2 separate regions of the Sus scrofa genome follow, and region 1 is linked to region 2. The links are chromatin contacts, called in public HiChIP or PLAC-seq maps. All regions are on one chromosome and are shown on one strand. Each heading gives the region's core, a stretch centred on a gene start, on an enhancer-like site or on the middle of the called end of the contact. The rest is flanking DNA. Distances are from core to core; before and after follow the strand shown. Region 1 overlaps GPRC5A (retinoic acid-induced protein 3). Region 2 has its middle 4.6 kb from the start of EMP1.

The links. HiChIP or PLAC-seq counts read pairs in DNA pulled down with a chosen protein or histone mark.
Region 1: a contact with region 2 is called in an H3K27ac HiChIP or PLAC-seq map of alveolar macrophages. The contact joins two enhancer-like sites. A contact is called at or near these places in 3 of 47 Hi-C or Micro-C datasets (embryonic fibroblasts, fetal skeletal muscle and mesenteric adipose tissue) and 1 of 2 datasets of contacts at active chromatin or transcription factors (alveolar macrophages).

The regions. Positions count from the first base shown.
Region 1 is chr5:59,570,538-59,576,017 of Sscrofa11.1, reverse strand. GPRC5A (retinoic acid-induced protein 3) reads left to right here. Exons shown (of 4, transcript XM_021092326.1): 2 at 5,338-5,480. The coding sequence starts at 5,345. Among named protein-coding and RNA genes, the nearest start is that of GPRC5A, 13 kb to the left of the region's middle. Within about 2 kb of position 1,522, at least 8 of the 83 cell types and tissues checked have an H3K27ac peak or open chromatin away from gene starts, as enhancers often do. A contact at or near this core is called in alveolar macrophages, where this site is marked.
Region 2 is chr5:59,253,784-59,259,043 of Sscrofa11.1, reverse strand. It overlaps a transcript of EMP1 not described here. Among named protein-coding and RNA genes, the nearest start is that of EMP1, 4.6 kb to the right of the region's middle. Within about 2 kb of position 2,398, at least 8 of the 83 cell types and tissues checked have an H3K27ac peak or open chromatin away from gene starts, as enhancers often do. A contact at or near this core is called in alveolar macrophages, where this site is marked.

The sequences.
Region 1 (5,480 bases), core at 273-2,772, 320 kb before region 2:
GGCTAGGGGTCTAATTGGAGCTGTAGCCGCTGGCCTACACCAGAGCCACAGCAACTTGGGATCCAAGCCGCGTCTGCAACCTACACCACAGCTCACGGCAACACCGGATCATTAACCCACTGAGCAAGGGCAGGGACCGAACCTGCAACCTCATGGTTCCTAGTCGGATTTGTTAACCACTGCGCCACGACGGGAACTCCCCTGATCCAGTGGTAGATCTTAAGTTGGCTTTTAGCGCCACTGCCTTGGGTCTACGAATGGGGAGACCTCTGGGATGCCCTCCTACCTCGCTTTCTCATCTCCCCCACAGGCCCTTCTGTCCTGCCCTGTCTACGGCCAAAGAGCACACACAGCCAGTCTGTAGATAGAGTCATTTTTTTTTTTCTGGGTGGGAATTTGAGGGTCTGCATAACTCTGAACAGTTGGAGCAACTTGCCAAGGGCAGGCTGCATGTCTCAGGAAGTTAACCCATGCTCACAGCCTAAAGCAACAGCCGAACACTAGTGCAGTCACCCCATTTCTAACTGGCAGGTCCTCCCCGGCTTTGAAGATCTTACCAGACCAAGGGATGTACCCCTTGTGTTAAATGACACCTCTTGTGTCACCTTAAGACCTGTGATGCTGGAGTTAGAATTCAGGTTCGAATGCTGGTCTTTCCTCTTACTAGCTGGGTGACTCTGGGGAGTCAGCCACTTGCTGTAACTGTAGAACAGGAATAATAACAACACGAGCTATTTCATAGGGTGGTTGCGAGGATGAGACAAGTGAACTGTGTACCACCACGCCTGATCCATGGTGAGAACGAGTTAGGAGACCTGCCCTCCCCTTCCAGAGCAAGTCCAAGAGTAAATGGTTTCTTTCTGTCCCTGTGTGGTCTTTGTTTTTTTTTTTTTTTTTTTTTTTCGTCTTTTTGCCATTTCTTGGGCCGCTCCTACGGCATATGGAGGTTCCCAGGCTAGGGGTTGAATCAGAGCTGTAGCCACCGGCCTACACCACAGCCACAGCAACTTGGGATCTGAGCTGCGTCTGTGACCTACACCACAGCTCACGGCAATGCCAGATCCTTAACCCACTGAGCGAGGCCAGGGATCGAACCCACAACCTCATGGTTCCTAGTCGGATTCGTTAACCACTGACAAAGCCACCATGGGAACTCCCCTGTGTGGTCTTTGTAGGAGCAAGTCCTTTCTTGGTGGACCCTGGGTCTCTCTGCCCTTGACTCTGGTTACGAACGATAGTCCACGTGACAGTTTTCTCCCGCTCCAGCCCTAGTTTCTTCTCCCAGGCTGTTGCTCTAGCTCCTGGCGGTTTCTGTTCCCGAATGCTGATTGCTTCACTTTTCCACCTCAAACCCTGCTTTCTAGAAGACCTCCGCTTCTCAGAACCCTGTCCTTCTTTCCTAGCCACCTTCCCTGCGGCTCACCTGGGCCCTTCCCTGCATGACCTGGCGCCTTCTCACTGCAGACTTGCTTGGTAATGAGTTTGGTGCGTTTTATTTCCCTCTGACAAAGTTGGAAGTGCTTGGGACATTTCAGACCTGTTGTGCAATCCCTGTCATGCTGGGGAAGGGGTGGAGGAGGGCTGAGAGGTGAATTAGGAAGGATAATTTCAAACAATGAGTCACTCAGATAAAAAAATATTTACTAAGAAGTGTTTTTAAAAAAAGCATTTATGAGAGAATTGAGAAATATGACCCCTCACTGGATACATGAGGTTAAAAAATCATTATTAATTTTTAAAGTGGGACTAAGTTAAAAGAAGAGTTTTATCTTTTTTAGAGAAACATACCGAAGTATTTATGTATAGAATGATACAATGTCTGGGATTGCTTAAAAATGATCTAGCAAGTGGGGCGGGGATGTAAATGAAGCAAAATTGGCCATAGACCAGTTGTTTTTTGTTTAAATTTTTTTGGCCATGCCTACAGCATGTGGAAGTTCCTGGGCCAGAGATCGAACCCATGCCACAACAGTGACCCCAGTCCCTGCAGTGACAATGCTGGATCCTTAAGCCACTGTGTCAACAGGGAACTCCCTAGAGAGGTTTTTTTTTTTTTTTTTAAGGGCCATAACCACAGCATACGGAAGTTTCCAGGCCAGGGGTCAAATCAGAGCTGCAGCTGCCGAGCTATACCACAGCCACAGCAACGCAGGGTCTGAGCTGCGTTGTGACCTACACTGAAGCTCATGGCAATGCTGGATCCTTAACCCACTGAGCGAGGCCAGGGATCGAACCTACATCCTCATGGATACTAGTTGGGTTCGTTACTGCTGAGTCACAATGGGAACTCCAAGAGAGGTAATTTTTGAAACCAAGTGATGAAGACACAAGCCTCTATTATACTATTCTTTTTATTTTTGAGTATGCCTGAATTTTCCTATGATAAAAACTTAAACATTTTAAAAAACATGTTTTAAAGGTACTTCAGGGCCTATTTCTCCATTTCCCTTGCATGACTGAGGTTGGAAGGTGGAGGTGAAATTGGGGGAAATGGGTTGGCTGTCCTTTCCATACCCACTGTCCATTGCTCGTTTTGTTACTTAAAAAACTGGAGGAGGGTGTTGAGTCAAAAGACACGACCAAACCAAAAATCAGGAGAAAGAAGGATTTATTATTTGCAGCAAGTAAGGAGAACACCAGGGATCTTTCCCAAAGCAGTGTCTCCTCAAACAGCAAAACTGGGGTAGTTTTAAGCTAGGGGTACATGCATATTCATGGAGGGGCTTGGGAGGTGGTGGTTAATCAATGCGAGCTTCAGTTGATTGAAGTCACAAGGGTAAGAAAAGGTCCACATCAGAGTTCCCTGGTGGCTCAGTGGGTTAAGGACCTGTTTCACTGCTGTGGCTCGGGGCACTGCTCTGGCGCAGGTTTGATCCCTAGCCCAGGAACTTTTGCATGCCTGGCAAAAAAATAAAATAAAATAAAATAAAATAAAATAAAATTCCAAGATGGAAATAAAGTTTATTTAAAAAAAATAGAAAAAGTCAACATCATCTCCCCTTAGGTTCCAGTTGATCTGGTGGTTACTTAAAGATGACTACTTTACTAGCGCTTTATTAGCACTTCAGGCTAATCTTTAGGTAGAACTAGGAGTCTTTATAACTTATTAGTTGTAATACCATATTGCTGAGACCTGTTCATGAGCAAGCACTGTAGTCAGGCTTAGATCACAAAGTGCCTTCAGGAGTTCCCACTGTGGTGTGGTGGTTTAATTATCTGGCTTGTCTCTGTGGAGGTGCCTGTTCCATCCCCAGCCCAGTGGGGTGGGTTAAGGATCCAGCATTGCTGCAGCTGTGGCATAGATCACAGCTCTGGTTCGGATTCGATCCCTGGCCCAGGAATTTCCATATGCCACAGTTGTGGCAGAAAAAGAAGAAGAAGAAGAAAAAAAAAAAGACTTCAGCCAAAAATGGCTTCTCTTATGTCAAGAGAGCCATGCTTGGTTTCCTTTCTCCAGGAATCCCCTACCTTATCTGTTTAGTGTCAGATGCTGGTCTGTAGGCACCAGGAGACCCAGAGACACAAGCCCTTCCTGCACAGAAGTGAGGGGCCTAGGGGTCCAAGTGTGTGTGTGTGGGGGGGGGGGGGAGTCTCTGCCTTACTGTCCCTCTTAGGCAGCGCCAGAACCATCCTTTGGTAGAAAACCTCATCCATCTCTCAAGATGGAAAGTCATCAGGTTCAAAGTCCTTTATAATGATCAGGTCATTGTAACAACAACTACTTATCAACAAACAGCACTGCCCTGAGGGGTGGGGAAGAGCCAGGCAGGGAGGGTGAGAGAAATACCTTTCCAGCAGGACACCGCCCTTATGATTAATCCGAGAGGGAGCGAGGCAGGGAGGTGGGGAGGGAAGAGAATGCAGGAGCCTGGTCCCTTCCCTCCGCCGCTGCCCTTGAATTACACGGGGCTCTTCCTCTTCTGCATCTTCGGCGCCCCCCTTCCTTGTTCTGTGGCATCCAGGGCGAGGCTCTGGTATCAGACTCTGGGCCCCTGGATTTCAGAGGTTGCCCATACTTGAAGCTCGTTTGCTGTTCTTCTCCCTCCTCCATCCCGTTCTGCACTGCCCTGTGGAAATGGAACCTTACCCGTTCTTTGCTCTAAGCTCTGCCTGTGGTAGGGAAGATGGGGGTGTCATTTCCCTGGGGTGGAGTGCAGGTGACAGACCCCTGGACAGGGAAAGCCACGGGAAGGCTGTGGCCGTGGTGGCAGATTTGGCCCGTCTCTCTCTTCCACTACAGCATGGAACGTGTCTGATGGCGCTTCCCCTTTACTCTTGAGCATCTCAACGAGCGATTAACTCAGTGCTCAGCTGAAAGAATGGCTGTGTGATACAAAGGAAAGCTTGAGAGGCACATCTCATGACAAAGTTAGGAAGATAGATTTAAGCTATCAATTATGTAAGTTATTTTATGTGAACACAGCACCCATAATCTAACATCTACATAATATTCATGTGTGTATGTGTTACATTGCATGGACATATATGTAATTTTTTCCTCATTGCTCTGTGAGTAAAAATGCAGGACCATGACTATCTCAACAAACTAGAGTGATGATTTTGCATCTTTAAGGGAAGCAGGTGTTTGGATTCTCTCTACGTGGAAGAGGACAGCCCTGGAGGGTCAGCCAGTCATGACTCATTACTGTGCTCTGCCTTGTGGTCTGATCTTGGCGAGACACAGTGGAAGGGGCAGGAGGGGGTGTGTTCTTTTTGTCTTGGGTTGATCACAGCACCCCACTATGCTGTGAAGGGCCAGAGAAATCATGTTTATAAGCATCTATGGGTATGTGGTGAAGAAATCCTGAGCTGTTTCTTCCGCTATAAGGAAAGACCCTCTGGACATTTTGTACTTTTTCCTGCTTCTCAATCCCAGCTCTTCTTCTTGCTGCTTTCTTTCTGCACATTTTCTCCCAATTTGGCACTAGAAGAGGCCAAGAGCTTTCACTGGTGCTTTTCGATAGAGGGGGTCTTGAGCTTTCCCTTCATCTTCTTCCCTTTTTTTTTTTTTTTTTGGCCCACACTTGCAGCATGTGGAAGTTCCTGGTCCAGGAATCGAACCCAGGCCAGAGCAGCAGTGACACTGAGCCACTGCAGTGACAATGCCAGGTCCTTAACCCACTGCTCCACATGGGAACTCCAGCTTCCCTTCTTCCAACTCTGCCCCTTGCTCTTGCAGCTTGCCCGTGCCTCCTCTCCTCCCCCAAAAAAGTAAGTTTGTAAGTTCAGGGGCAAAACCCTGGCTAAGTATGCGGAATTGTTTCTGAATCCTTTTTGGTCCCCTGTGCCCAGCTTTGCTGGGAGAGTCACCCTCATCCCCACTTTGCTTTCCTGCAGGACCAGAATGGCCACGGCAGCTCCCAGCGGTTGCCGCTCGAACCTGGACCCCCGGTACTACAGACTATGTGATCAGAAAGCAGTTTGGGGCATCATCTTAGAAGCATTGGCCGCCTTGGGGGCTGTGAGCTCGGTGACCTTCA
Region 2 (5,260 bases), core at 1,149-3,648:
AGCATGACTTAAAGACTTGCCATAGATATGTAGATGTATTTCATGTATGGGGGAGGAATTTTAAAGCTCCTCATTCAGTCCAGAGAGTCTGTAATTTAGAGATAGAGAGGAAAGGGAAGTCTGTGGACAAAACATTTAGATCTTTAAGATTTTTCTTTGCATTCACTTGTTTCTTGAATAAAAAGGAACAAACACATGTATACCCTTGCAATGTCCAAATGTCAAAGCTACTCAGGAAATAGTCACAGCGTTTGCATATGATGTTCAATACATAATTATAGTAGTATATAAATAATTTCTAAAAATAATACAGGACTAAAGTTCACGTATACAAAGAAGGAGAAACATTTTCTCTTCAGAATTCTGTGGTTTATTATGAAGACTTCGGTCACTTTGACGTCGATTATTTTTCCATGGAGAAGAAAATATTGCCTTCCTTGATTTACTTATTTGCTTGCTGAGTAGATACTTCATACCTGTCATAGACAAGACTCTCCCTTCAGGAACTTAGAATCTTAGCCGTGGGGGGAGCCAAACATTTCTGTAAATAACTCTATTAACCAGGCAGGCTGCCACTAGTGGTTTTAATTTTAAATTTTTTTTTTTTTTTGGTCTTTTTGCCTTTTCTAGGGCCGCTGCCTTGGCATATGGAGGTTCCCAAGCTAGGGATCTAATCGGAACTGTAGCCACTGGCCTACGCCGTAGCCACAGCAACGCAGGATCCGAGCCACGTCTGCGACCTACACCACAGCTCATGGCAATGCTAGATCCTTAACCCATTGAGCGAGGCCAGGGATCGAACCCGCAACCTCATGGTTCCTGGTCGGATTCGTTAACAACTGAGCCACAACGAGAACTCCCACTAGTGGTTTTAATAACAGGGAAAATGACTACTTCTGACCTAGGTATCTGGGAAGGCTTCCTAGAAGAGGCAAGATTTGAACTTCTTTGAAAAGAATTTGATAGGTAGTTACTGGAGGAAGGATACAAAAATAGACCTTTTAAAAAACCAAAAAACCAAAAAAAACCCTAATCCCAGGGATTCCAGATGCCAGTGTGAGGTGTTTGGATCTACTTTCCTGATTGGTGGTACGGATGGTGGGGTGTTTGGAGGATTTTGAGCAGAGGAGTGACAAGGTCAGATAACCCAGTGGCACAGAGAATATACTTAAGAAGGGGGAGTTCAGAGAGAGGGTCACGGGAGAGGCTGATGGTCCTGAGCTGGTCAGTGACGATGGGAGTGAAACGTGAGGATGCTTGGGAGATAAATACTGGAGGCAGGTTGCAAGACCTGACTGTGATGCTTTTGGCCATAAAACTGGGATAAGAGAAAAGAGTGATGGGGAGGTTGGCAGCTGGTCAATATTGCTCCTGTCTCCCCAGAAAAGCTTGGGCTGTCTTTGGCTGCCAGGGAAATGACTAAACTGTCTCTTGGTTGGCCAGCCAGATCCACAGGCTTCTCAGAAAGCTATCTTGCATCCTCTGGTCGGGGATGCCTCCACTTTGCCTTTGTCTGGGAGGATCTCACCCACTCCAAGTGAGTCATGGACCTTTGAGTTCCACGGGACTCCCCCATTGCTCATAAAGCTCCCAGCTCCCCATTTCTGATTAAGTGACACCCGCAGGCTCCAGCTAGTTCTTCGGTGACTCAAGCTCAGGATTTCCGCCACTTCCTTTGCTCAAGAAGTTTTTGGTGGTCTGTTCCGTTGTATTAATCCCAGTTATGGTTCCTTAGACCCCCCCCCCCCAGAGCACTGCTTCCCCCAGACTCTGGTGGCTTTTCAGTAAACACACGACTCCAGAGCAGGAAGGAGTTATCTGACCCCTAGCTTAGCAATCATGGAGCCAGATTTCCAACATCTCAGCTGTCCCGCTAGAAGTCAATGATTCTCAATGTCTCTGCAGTACTTACTAGTTACCCCTCAGAAAAGAAAAGGTGTCCAGAGATGCCTGATGAATCTCTCCTGGTCAGGGCCCCCTATAGAAGTACTAGGCTACCTGAAAAAGACAGAGAGACAATAGAAGGCTGTCTCAGGGCTGTGGTCCTTGGATTCTTTTAATTTTTGCAAGAGGCAAGACACCAATAAAAATGTAGGTGGATGGAGCCAACGAGAGAGGGAAGTTATCTCCGTTCCCTACATTAGTCAGTATTTACAGTGACAGTGACCAGCAACCATAGTCTTCAGGGTCATTTTACCAACTGTAATACATCTCCTGTCAGCAAAGATCTTCGTCCAGATTAAGAGTGGTAGGCGTTGTGAAGCTTGCATCAGGGACAGGAGGGTAAAGGGACCGTTACCCTGTGCTGGTCTGGGCAACGCAGGAGGAAAAGGGGAAGTGTGTCCAGAAACGAAGATGGCGGTGGTGGAAAGGGAACTGGCGGGCCTGTCCGTTTGGCCAGAAGGGAGAACAGGAAAGGGATAACGGAGAGCCTGTCTGTGGCTCTGTTACTAACCTCCCTTCCTCTTAACAATCACTTCTCTCTGGAGTCCCCATTCTTGCTGCCTCTATTTTTCTCAGCTTCCCACCCAGCCCCATGGATCCCTGACCACCCGGTCCCAAGCCTGTTGGGTGGGTGAGGAGAAAGGAGGGGATTCTGCTCTGCTTCCAGTGGCGGGTGGAGGAGGTGTTCCTGGCACCCCACGCAGAGCAGTCGGTGTGCATCTTATCCTTTGGGAATGCTGTGAATTCACTAGTTTTGGTGGCCTGGGTCCTATGCCAAACGCCACAAATAATGTGATGGAAGTCCCAACAGCCCCCTGACAAACTTTGGGACTGCCCTGAGCACAGATGCCTCTGAGGGGTAGGTGTTGTGTAGCACCCAGCTCTTCAGAACCGCCATACTGTTAGCCTCTGCTTTCTGGCTTGAGCTGCTCAGCCACAGCTAGGGGTATGCTTTTCACTGGGGAGTGCCACCCACAGCATTTGGGAGAGGTGGGAGAGAGAAGTCAAGTATTGTGGAAAGAAAGTATAGTAGCCAATACTTCTTTTTTTTGTTTGTTTGTTTCATTTGTTTGTTTTTGTCTTTTTAGGGCTGCACCTGCTGCATATGGAGGTTCCCGGGCTAGGGGGTCTAATCAGAGCTACAGCTGCTGGCTTACACCACAGCCACATCAATGTGGCATCCGAGCCATGTCTGCGACCTACACCACAGGTCACAGCAACACTGGATCTTTAACCCACTGATTGAGGCCAAGGATTGAATCTGAAACCTCATGGTTCCTAGTTGGGTTTGTTTCTGCTGTGCCACGACGGGAATTCCGTATAGTAGCCAATACTTCTGAAGATGTAAGTGCTCAGAAATGGTCTGTTTTCAGTTTTTTTTTTTAATATATGAAGCATGCTACACATCAGGGGAAGGAGTAAGGCTCCTCCAAAGCCGCCCTGCATGTAAATAAATTTCAAGAGCATATCTTTTATTTAGACCCAAACTACTCTACTGCTTGATAGGTCCTCACTCAGCTGTTATGTACCACTCCTGGTGGTCCTTAAAGATCTCAAGGATTACCTCCCCTCTCCCCACCTCCCCCAGGATGAGGGTTTCTCTGCTAGGGGCGGGGGTGGGGTGGGGAGGGAGAGGGATCTAGAATAGGGATTGGGTATTTAGGGATGATCCAGGCCAGACACTTAAGAAGATAGCTTGGGAGTTCCCACTGTGGCACAATGGGTTAAGAATCTGACTGCAGCGGCCCCAGTCACTGTGGAGGTGTGTGTTTGATCCTGGCCTAGCACAGTGGGTTAAAGCATCCAGTGTTGCTGCACCTGGGGCTCGGATTCAATCTCTGACACGGGAACTTCCATATGTTATAGGCGCAGCCATTAAAAAAAAAAAGAAAGAAAAAGAAAAGAAATAAAAAAAGGAGATAGTGCCTTGGTTAAATTTTTTGCACAAAAACATAACAGGATCTGAAGCAGGATGAGAGAAAGAGAAGAGGGAGAGAGAGGGGCTTGCATAATGTGGCCGAAGGCTGCTCCTTGCCGAGAATATGGACCAGTAGGAAGTGCCCAAGAAAGTTCAAGAACAGAATATCTATTATGAAGCTCTTTGTGATCCAGCCAGAAAAACAAACAAGAAAAGAAGATAGCTCATCCCATTTCCAAATGTGTCGGGGAGGGCCACTGAAATAAAAGGAAGCCCCTCAAAGCCGACAATGGATGGTACTAATAAAACATGACAAATGTGGGGTGATGAAAAGATGGAGAAATTACTCTTTGTGGGATGTCTTAGCTCCTGCTGAACAGCTCTTCCTTCTGGCTGGATACAGCTGCCAAAAGCAGAGAGGATTGTGTGTTCTGTACACCTAGAACACTTGTGAATCCAAGGCATTTTGCTCCTTTCTTTGTTGAAAAGATGTAACATGATTATGGAAATCTGAATTCCCTGAAAAAAGAGTCTTCCTAGCTTGATTTCCTCACGTCCTTCTCGTGGGCCCTGGAGGGGCAAAGCGATCCAGTGGGGTTGTGGTTTAGATTCAAAAATGAGAACCAGTGGCAAGGAACTGGCACGCCCTGGGGTGGGGGTGGGGGGTGGGCAGGCCGAGGTGCAGGTGCAGGGTCTTTGGAAGGCAATAATGTTCAAGACATCAGGACAGAGAGAGTGTGAGCAGGGCCCAAAGGGATCAGACTCACCTTTGGAGGTTACAGAGTCATCCAAGGTGACAGAAAACCCTGCTGGATGCCCCACAGCATGGAGGGGAGGAAACTCATTGCATTTTCCCTGGACCTTATTTAAGAAGCCTCGCTTGGTGTATCATATTCTGTCCTTGACCCCTCAAACCCTATTAGGAGGAAGATGCTTGTAAATGAGAAGCAAAGTAATAAAAAAGTCATTTATAGAGCCCAAGGAACATTAAACATAAGACTCGTTAGGTAATATTTTAATTCCCTGCATTTGGGGAAGGAATTCATGCCTTTTCCTTTCGCCATGAGGGGTTAGGTTAGCATCGAGGGATGGGGTGCAAACTTGGGGGTGTTGAGAGGATGGTCAGGGCAGGGCTGAGAAGAGTGGTTCCCCCACTCAAGGGCCAAGGATTAGATGTAATGGCGATTTCTATGAAGACCCACGTGATTTTACATGCACTGCCCTGTGAACTGGATAGCAGCTCTGATGACCAGCACTTAACATGGGGCAGCCTGACTTAACATGGGGACTGATGGGGTTGGGTTGGCTACGGCTTCTCAGATTCGTATAACAATAATTGTAATCCTGATATCCACGACCAAAGCAAGCCCACTAGTAGCTGCCACATGCCAGGCACTG